Regions from separate parts of the Urocitellus parryii genome. Here region 1 is linked to region 2. The links are chromatin contacts, called in public Hi-C maps. All regions are on one chromosome and are shown on one strand. The core of a region is the stretch at or near the end of the contact, and the rest is flanking DNA. Distances in the headings are between cores, read along the strand shown. Region 1 holds the start of Myd88 (MYD88 innate immune signal transduction adaptor). Region 2 holds the start of LOC113195066 (3-ketoacyl-CoA thiolase B, peroxisomal).

Evidence for each region. A called contact is a pair of places that touch in the nucleus more often than the background predicts.
Region 1: a Hi-C map of liver shows a contact between it and region 2, with 3 times the contacts expected there. The contact joins the promoter of Myd88 here to the promoter of LOC113195066 in region 2. A contact is called at or near these places in 2 of 2 Hi-C or Micro-C datasets (liver and muscle).

Annotation. Positions count from the first base shown.
Region 1 is chr3:194,547,564-194,551,169 of mUroPar1.hap1, reverse strand. It overlaps Myd88 (MYD88 innate immune signal transduction adaptor), which reads left to right and starts at 1,521. Exons shown (of 5, transcript XM_026405932.2): 1 at 1,521-1,920; 2 at 2,724-2,858; 3 at 3,259-3,439. The coding sequence starts at 1,593.
Region 2 is chr3:194,337,946-194,341,587 of mUroPar1.hap1, reverse strand. It overlaps LOC113195066 (3-ketoacyl-CoA thiolase B, peroxisomal), which reads left to right and starts at 2,033. Exons shown (of 12, transcript XM_026406447.2): 1 at 2,033-2,284; 2 at 2,435-2,528. The coding sequence starts at 2,114.

The sequences.
Region 1 (3,606 bases), core at 272-2,771, 210 kb before region 2:
CTTGAAATAACTTCTTGAAATAATCGGGCCCTCTAACAGGAGCCCCTTCCTCCAACGGCCCGGCCCGCTCGCTGCCCGCCGCCAGACAGAAGGCTGAACCACCTGGAGCCCGCCTCTTGCTTTGGTTGGAGGAGGTCGGGGCTCTAATTCCAGTTCCCAGGTTCTAGTCTGCTCGGTTCCCCAGCATCCAATCCCAAGGACCTAAATACTTCTGATGCTCCCAATCCTACTCCGAAGGGGTCAGACTCTCCCGGGAAGTCTTTCCAGAACTAGGCAATTTGAGATTCTTGGCCGGTGCTGAGAACGGATTTTCAAATGTATGAAAGTGTGACAAGCTCTATAGCTAGAGAGAGAACAATTCTGATACCAATTTTACATGGCTTGGAGTATCTCATTAGTATCCATCCTCCTCTCTAGAACGGATCCACACCAAGGTAGAGAGAACCCTATGTTAGAGGGCCTGCAATGTATTTGACACATAGTAAGTGATAAATAAATACTTGTTGAATTAATGAAACCAATCAAGGCTCCCTAGATCTGTACTGTGTCCCTAATACTAACTAAAGAGTAAAACCAAATACTCCTTGACGGACAATAGCAGGACCATGCATTTACTAGAGACCTGTGTGAGTAGTGCTGTGTTTTACCCAGATACCAAAGGACCAGGCGCCTAGTAAATCACAACCCTCCGCCTTTTGAGCGAAGAACCATAGCCTGCCTCAAACTTAAAGCAGTATGTCCTTTTCCACTGCCACTTCGAGATGCAAAACTGGTCTCTTCCCATTCTCCTTCGGATTGTGTATTCCGCAGAGAACAGACCTGGTGACTCCCCCTGTTCTCTTCCACTACCTCAAGGGCAGCACCATCTGAACCTCTTAGATCCCCAGTGAAATGGATGTAACACCATCAGATCCCATAGAGCTAGGCCGGTTTCCTACAATTCCCGAAATAGGGCCATTCTCTCTGGTCTTTCACTCACCACCACCATCTGACCCCTTGAGGACAAGTCAGACGACCTACCCAGATCTCAAAGAGCAGGTTCTGCTGGGTACGGAGGCATATGCCTGTAATCCCTGATACTCCAGAGTTTGAGCTAGGATGATCATAAATTCCAGGCCAGCACACTCAAATTAGCGAGACCCTGACTCAAAATTAAAAGGGGACGGCTTTGGGGGATATAGTTCAGTGGTAGAGCGCTTTCCCAGTATAGAAGAGGCCCTGGGTTGGAACCCCAGTATTAGAGAGAGAGAGAGAGAGAGAGAGAGAGAGAGAGAGAGAGAGAGAGAGAGAGAGAGAGAGAAAGAAGAGAAGAGAAGAGAAGAGAAGAGAAGAGAAGAGAAGAGAAGAAAAAGAAAGAAAGAGACTCAAAGGGCAGGTACTGGATTCCTATATTCACCGCCCTTAAGTCTCCAAGTGAGGGGTGGGGCGCTCCAATTTGGCACCCCTGCGTGGGCCTTCAGATTCTACCGCAGGGCGGCGCTTCTCAAAAAGCGAAAGCAGCTGGGGCGACGAGGGGAGGGAGCCGTAGAAGGAGGAAGTGGGACTTGCTACGCGACCTTACAGAGCCAAGGATCCTCCAGGACGACCCTGTCATGTCTTCAGGAGTCCCCAGTGATGAGTCTGCACCCCCGGCCATTTCTACATCCTCCCTGCCCCTGGCTGCGCTCAACGTGCGAGTGCGGCGCCGCCTGTCGCTTTTCTTGAACGCGCGGACACAGGTGGCCGCGGACTGGACCGTGCTGGCTGAGGAGATGGGTTTCGAGTATTTGGAGATTCGGCAGTTTGAGGCGCGCACAGACCCAACCGGCAGCCTGCTGGACGCCTGGCAGGGCCGCCCTGGCGCTTCCGTAGGGCGGCTGTTGGAGCTGCTCTCCACGCTGGGCCGTGAAGACGTGCTGGTGGAGCTGCGGCCCAGCATCGGTGAGGCCTTGGATCCAGGGTGTGGGAGGCTGACTTTCTCAGGCCTCAGCAGCCTGTGGGATGGCTCCGGGCGCTGGAAAAGTTCACAGAGGGAGACGATCAGGTCCCTTGTCAGTATCTCTGACAAGATAAGGATAGAGCAAATGCGGCAAAGGCCCTGGGAGGCAGAGAAGATGAGGGCAAAACTTAGCAGAGGCTCTCAGGTTGGGCCAGATGTTAGTCTGAGGCTGCACTGGAGCCTCTGAGCTGCGTCAGGTAGGGCAACAGGACAACTGAGGGACTGGAAGCTGATGGTCTAGAAACTTCAGGTGCCTGGGAAAAGAACCCCTCTGCCACTCACTGGCACTCTCTAATGTATTGCACAGGAGGTCCAGCTGCCCAGACAGGCACACATTGCTGGGTTGGGGTCACTGCCATCACTGCACCATAACCCTGGGTTCTCAGCCCTCCTCACATGCTCTCATCCCCCTTTCTCACATCTGCCCCTGATCCTGAAAAAAAGACCTTCATTCCATTCTCAGGAGCCCTAGAAGGGGGTCAAGGACAAGGGACAGGAGATGCTGCTGGCTTCCCACAAGGCCAGAACTCCACAATATCCTTTTGGGAGAGTCAAAGCTCTGGTGGTGTGTGGTGGGGGGGTGAGTGCATGTGTGCATGCTCAGCTTGTCAGAGCTGTGGAGCTGCCCATGGCACCAGCAGCTGAAGGCCTAGACTCCAAAAGGGCCAAAAGAGGTGAGACAGGCTAGATCCTGTCTGTGGGTGGAGGGCTGAAAAACCTGACATACCCTGTCTCTCTCCTACAGAGGAGGATTGCAAGAAGTACATTTTGAAGCAGCAAGAGCAGGAATCTGAGAAGCCCTTACAGGTGGCCAGAGTAGACAGCAGTGTACCACGGACAGAGGAGCTGTCAGGCATCACTACACTTGATGACCCAATGGGTAAGGGCCCAATACTGTTCCTGTGGCACAGGCAGACAGGTGGGCGACAGCCACAGGACAGTGTAATATGCAGAGCATGGATATTGGAAGCAGATGGGCTGTGAGTCCTTGAGCAAGCCTTGGTTTCTGAGACTTGGTTTTCCCACTGAAAAAAAAAAAATGGGGCTACTACTAGTCCTACCACTATGTTGCTCAGAGACTCTCACGAAATGATGGTTAACCCAGGGCTTGGCCTCCAGGGCCTCACCTGTCCTCTCCTGAGAAGGGCACTTTCTCTGAGTCATGTCATCTTGGGATGGGTGTAGAGTCCAGGACTAGGTTGCCTAGGCAATGAACTCTTGGCTGGTTTCCTTCACAGCTTCTTTGTTGCTCTGACCATCACCTTGTGCTCTGCTCCCAGGGAAAGTACCTGAGCGTTTTGATGCCTTCATCTGTTACTGCCCCAGCGATATCCAGTTTGTGCAGGAGATGATCCGGCAACTAGAACAGACAGAATATCGGCTGAAGTTGTGTGTGTCTGATCGTGATGTCCTGCCAGGCACCTGTGTCTGGTCCATCGCTAGTGAACTCATCGAAAAGAGGTTGACTAGGGCCCAATAGTGGGTGGGTGAATGATGACTTGCTCAAAGGTCCAGATGCTGGGCTTTTCCTGCCAGCTGGCCCTGGTCACAATGGCCCTCCTTCCTCTGAGGCTACCCCCTGGGAATATGCTGAAGTAAGTTACCATAGTATGTGCAGCCTGCCCACT
Region 2 (3,642 bases), core at 784-3,283:
ACTTTGACAGGCCAATTGGTCTCTGACTATGCTATCATCATGTTTAGCAAAATCTGTCATGCTTTTGCATCCCTTAATACTCAATTTTTTCCATTTAACTCAAGAATATATTTTTTATTGTTGTAGCAAAATATGCATAATTTTACCACCTTAACCATTTTTAAATGTACAGTTCATTAATGTTAAAAAATATTCACATTTTTTGACAGTCTCCAGAAGTCTTTTCATCTCAAACTATATTGATGGAACAATAACTCCTCATTCCTCCTTCCCCCAGCCCCTGCCAATCACCACTCAACTTTCTGTCTCTATGAGTTTTCCCTATGCAAGCAGAGCCAGGACTGTCTCCTGGGAAGCACTGATCAGATCCTGGGGGCAATGTCAGGGTCACACTGTGGCTCTGCTGCTCAGGGGATGCTGGAAAGCAAAGTCATACCTCAGGGCTACTCTGCATACCCAGAGCCCACCCAGGTGTCCCTGAGGGCATAGGGGCAAGGCTGGGGAGCTCCCCAGAAGCTAGGTGGCCCAGGAGCCAGTCTGAGGTAACACATGGACCACTGCAGGGAAAGCTGCAGTCACTGATAATGTCTGAGCATGCTGAAATGTCACTAGTTTGTTTCTGGATTAGGATTATAGATGTTTTTTAAAAATATACTTTTCAATTTTTCTAGAACGAACAGGGAAAAAACAATGTACTTTCCTTAAATAGATCAATAGCTTTTTAACAACAGATAATCCTAAAGAAGATGTCAGGACACAGGTGATCTCCACATATCAGAAGATGTGTGGCTGGAACCAGGTCCTCAGATCCTAGAATAGCAGCCCCTGCCTACTGGCAGGGCCAGGACCCAGTACCTGGGACCACCCAACCTGGTGATGGGCAGCAGGCTCCTGAGCAGCTGGAGTTGAGGATGGTACTCCTGGTTCTGCCCTGTTGAGGCCTGAGCCCACAAGGAGGGGCCCAGCTGTCTGGAAGACCCTGCCAAACCCTTTGGAACCCACTCAATGAACCAGCTCCTTTCACCCCCAGAGTAGGGATTCACAGGGTGCCCTGGTCCTTTGGTATCTTAGAGCAAAAGTAGTACAACTCTCCCGGGTCTCAGGTAAACACATGGATCTCTCATTGGCAGTAGGGGAGCACCTGATCTTGCTCTTTAGAGTTTAAGACATAGTCCAGACTGGAGGAGCCCTGGTTTGCTCACTAGTTCATCAGGAATTTATTGATCACCTAATTAGTGTCAAGCACACTAAGGTTCCAGGGACATAAGATCCTTGGTGTGGACCCTTCCAAAGGAGAGGATAGGCACCAATTGAATCATCCCAAACAGATGTAAAACTGACATGAGTGTGGGATGTCCTCTGACCAGAGAGCTTGTCATATGTCACCACCTTCATAAAACCCTTTTTCTGTGTTGGCCAGGAATCCCAAACTGCCTTCTTTTCTGGAAAGACTTTCCGGAAAAGCCAGAGTCCTTTGGAATAGGTCTAGTTTTCAGAAGTATTCAGGTCTTCAAGCTTGGGTCCTGGGATCCAGAGCATAGCAAAGCAGACTAACTAGGATGGGGGAACAGAAATTCACTACCAGCTCTAACCAAAGCAAGAAGCCAGACAGGGCTCCAGGTGGTCCCACCTTCTGACTGACAGCCGGCAGTCGGCAGGGATTTGGGGGAAGGGGCTCCTGTTGAAGCCCAGTTGATTTCAAGAAATGTGCAGGGTGCTGGGGACAGGCCTCCGTTTGGGTTGCAAAATATCTGCCAAAGGTGGAAATATTTCCAGAGCATTTATGGGCGGAGCTTCACAATTGTCCGCATCCTGATTGGCCCTGAGGTAGTAGGCGGGACTTTGAGAGAAAGACGTTCCCCGTGGTGCCAGTGGGCGCGGCTTTGGAGGGCCAGTGGGAGGCGAGCTTGTCCTCAGAAAACCCTCTTTCTGGTTGGCTGAAGCAGGTTGGGCAGAACCTTGGGAGGACCTATCAAATCCGTCAGGCAGGCTGTCGGCCCTATACAGGCTTTTAAAGGCTGAGGAGCGGGTCCGCGCCTGCGCGGGAGGCAGTTTTTATTTCCTACTCTCTGTGGGCGAGGCCCAAGACTAGTCGCACTGTCTCAGCGGCGTAATGTTGAGGCTGCGGGTTGTTCTGGGCCACCTCAATGGCCGACCTAAGTCGCATCCGGCGCTGCAGGCTGCACCGTGCTTCAGTAGCTTCCCGCAAGCCTCGGCTGCGGACGTGGTTGTGGTGCACGGACGGCGCACTGCCATTGGCAAAGCGGGCCGCGGCGGCTTTAAGGTGAGGTCCCTGGGGAATGGTGCCTGGGGTGAGACGGTGGGGGCTAGGGTCTGTTCATAAACTCAGTAGCCTCCGGGCTGCGGACACGCGTGCTGCAGTGCTTTCTCTGGCCACAAACCAGGTTCACCGCAGCTGTGCCTCCCGCTGCAGGACACCACCCCAGATGAGCTTCTGTCCGCCGTCTTGACTGCAGTTCTCCAGGACGTAAAGCTCAGACCTGAGCAGTTGGGGGACATCTCCGTGGGTGAGTGCACCACCCAGGCCCGGCACAGGGTGCTTCCCGGTCTTCTGCTCCCTCCAAAATCCTGCTTCCACACCTCCAGTCCCCGCTTCCAGTTCTGTGAACTGTGAAGTCCACTGACTTCAATGTGATCTCCTCCTGTGAGCCAATGCACCCCCCAATCTCAGACATTTTGCTGCTCTTTATGTATTTTGACGAATAAGTATAAGGAAAATTCCTGCTTCCACACCTCCAGTCCCGCCTCCAGTCCCCGCTTCCAGTTCCCAAGTTGTCACTGAAGGGAACTGTGAAGTCCACTGACTTCAATGTGATCTCCTCCTGTGAGCCAATGCACCCCCCAATCTCAGACATTTTGCTGCTCTTTATGTATTTTGACGAATAAGTATAAGGAAAATAGGTGTCCCAAGTGCAGAAATTCTAGCACCTAAGGGTTCCAGAGCACTCCGGAGACCTGAAGCCAAGGTTCTCTGTGCCCTGGATCGTATCTATTCTAGAGCAGAGATGAGAGAATGCCAACACTCATCAAGTTCAGTACCTTATTTGCAGATGGAGACACTGGGTATGGGGGTTGGTGGAAGATTTGCAAAACAGGATTGAACATAGGGCCTTGAGCTGTGATTCAACACTGTTTTCCACCCCTACACCTCTTCCCTTGAACTATAGCAACATAGTATATATCACCATTTCATCCAATGAGTTCTTCACTTAAGCCACTCCTCTTTACAGTGACAGCAGTTCTTGGAGCAGGATGACTTGGGGAAAGTGTACATATTCAGAATATTTCACTTGCCTGACTGCCAGTGCTGTTGGCCTTCAACCTTTGCACTGTGTTCCTCTTTCCCTCATGTCTTTCATGTTACGTGGAAAAGAAGGATAACTGCCCAGCCTTTGCTGATTTTGGAAGAGGAAGGTGCATGAGCATGTGAGCTTGGGACCCTCCAACATTGGGGCTCATATATGAACTGGACAAACTGTTGTTTGTCTGGCTCCCCTTACTCCATATGTTGAAATTCCAGAGCCTCAAGTGAGCCAGTTAATGGTTGATATTCCTGAAGAAAGATCTGGAATGTCTTCTTTCAGGTTCACAGCAGCCCCTTAATTCCCAGGACACCATCTA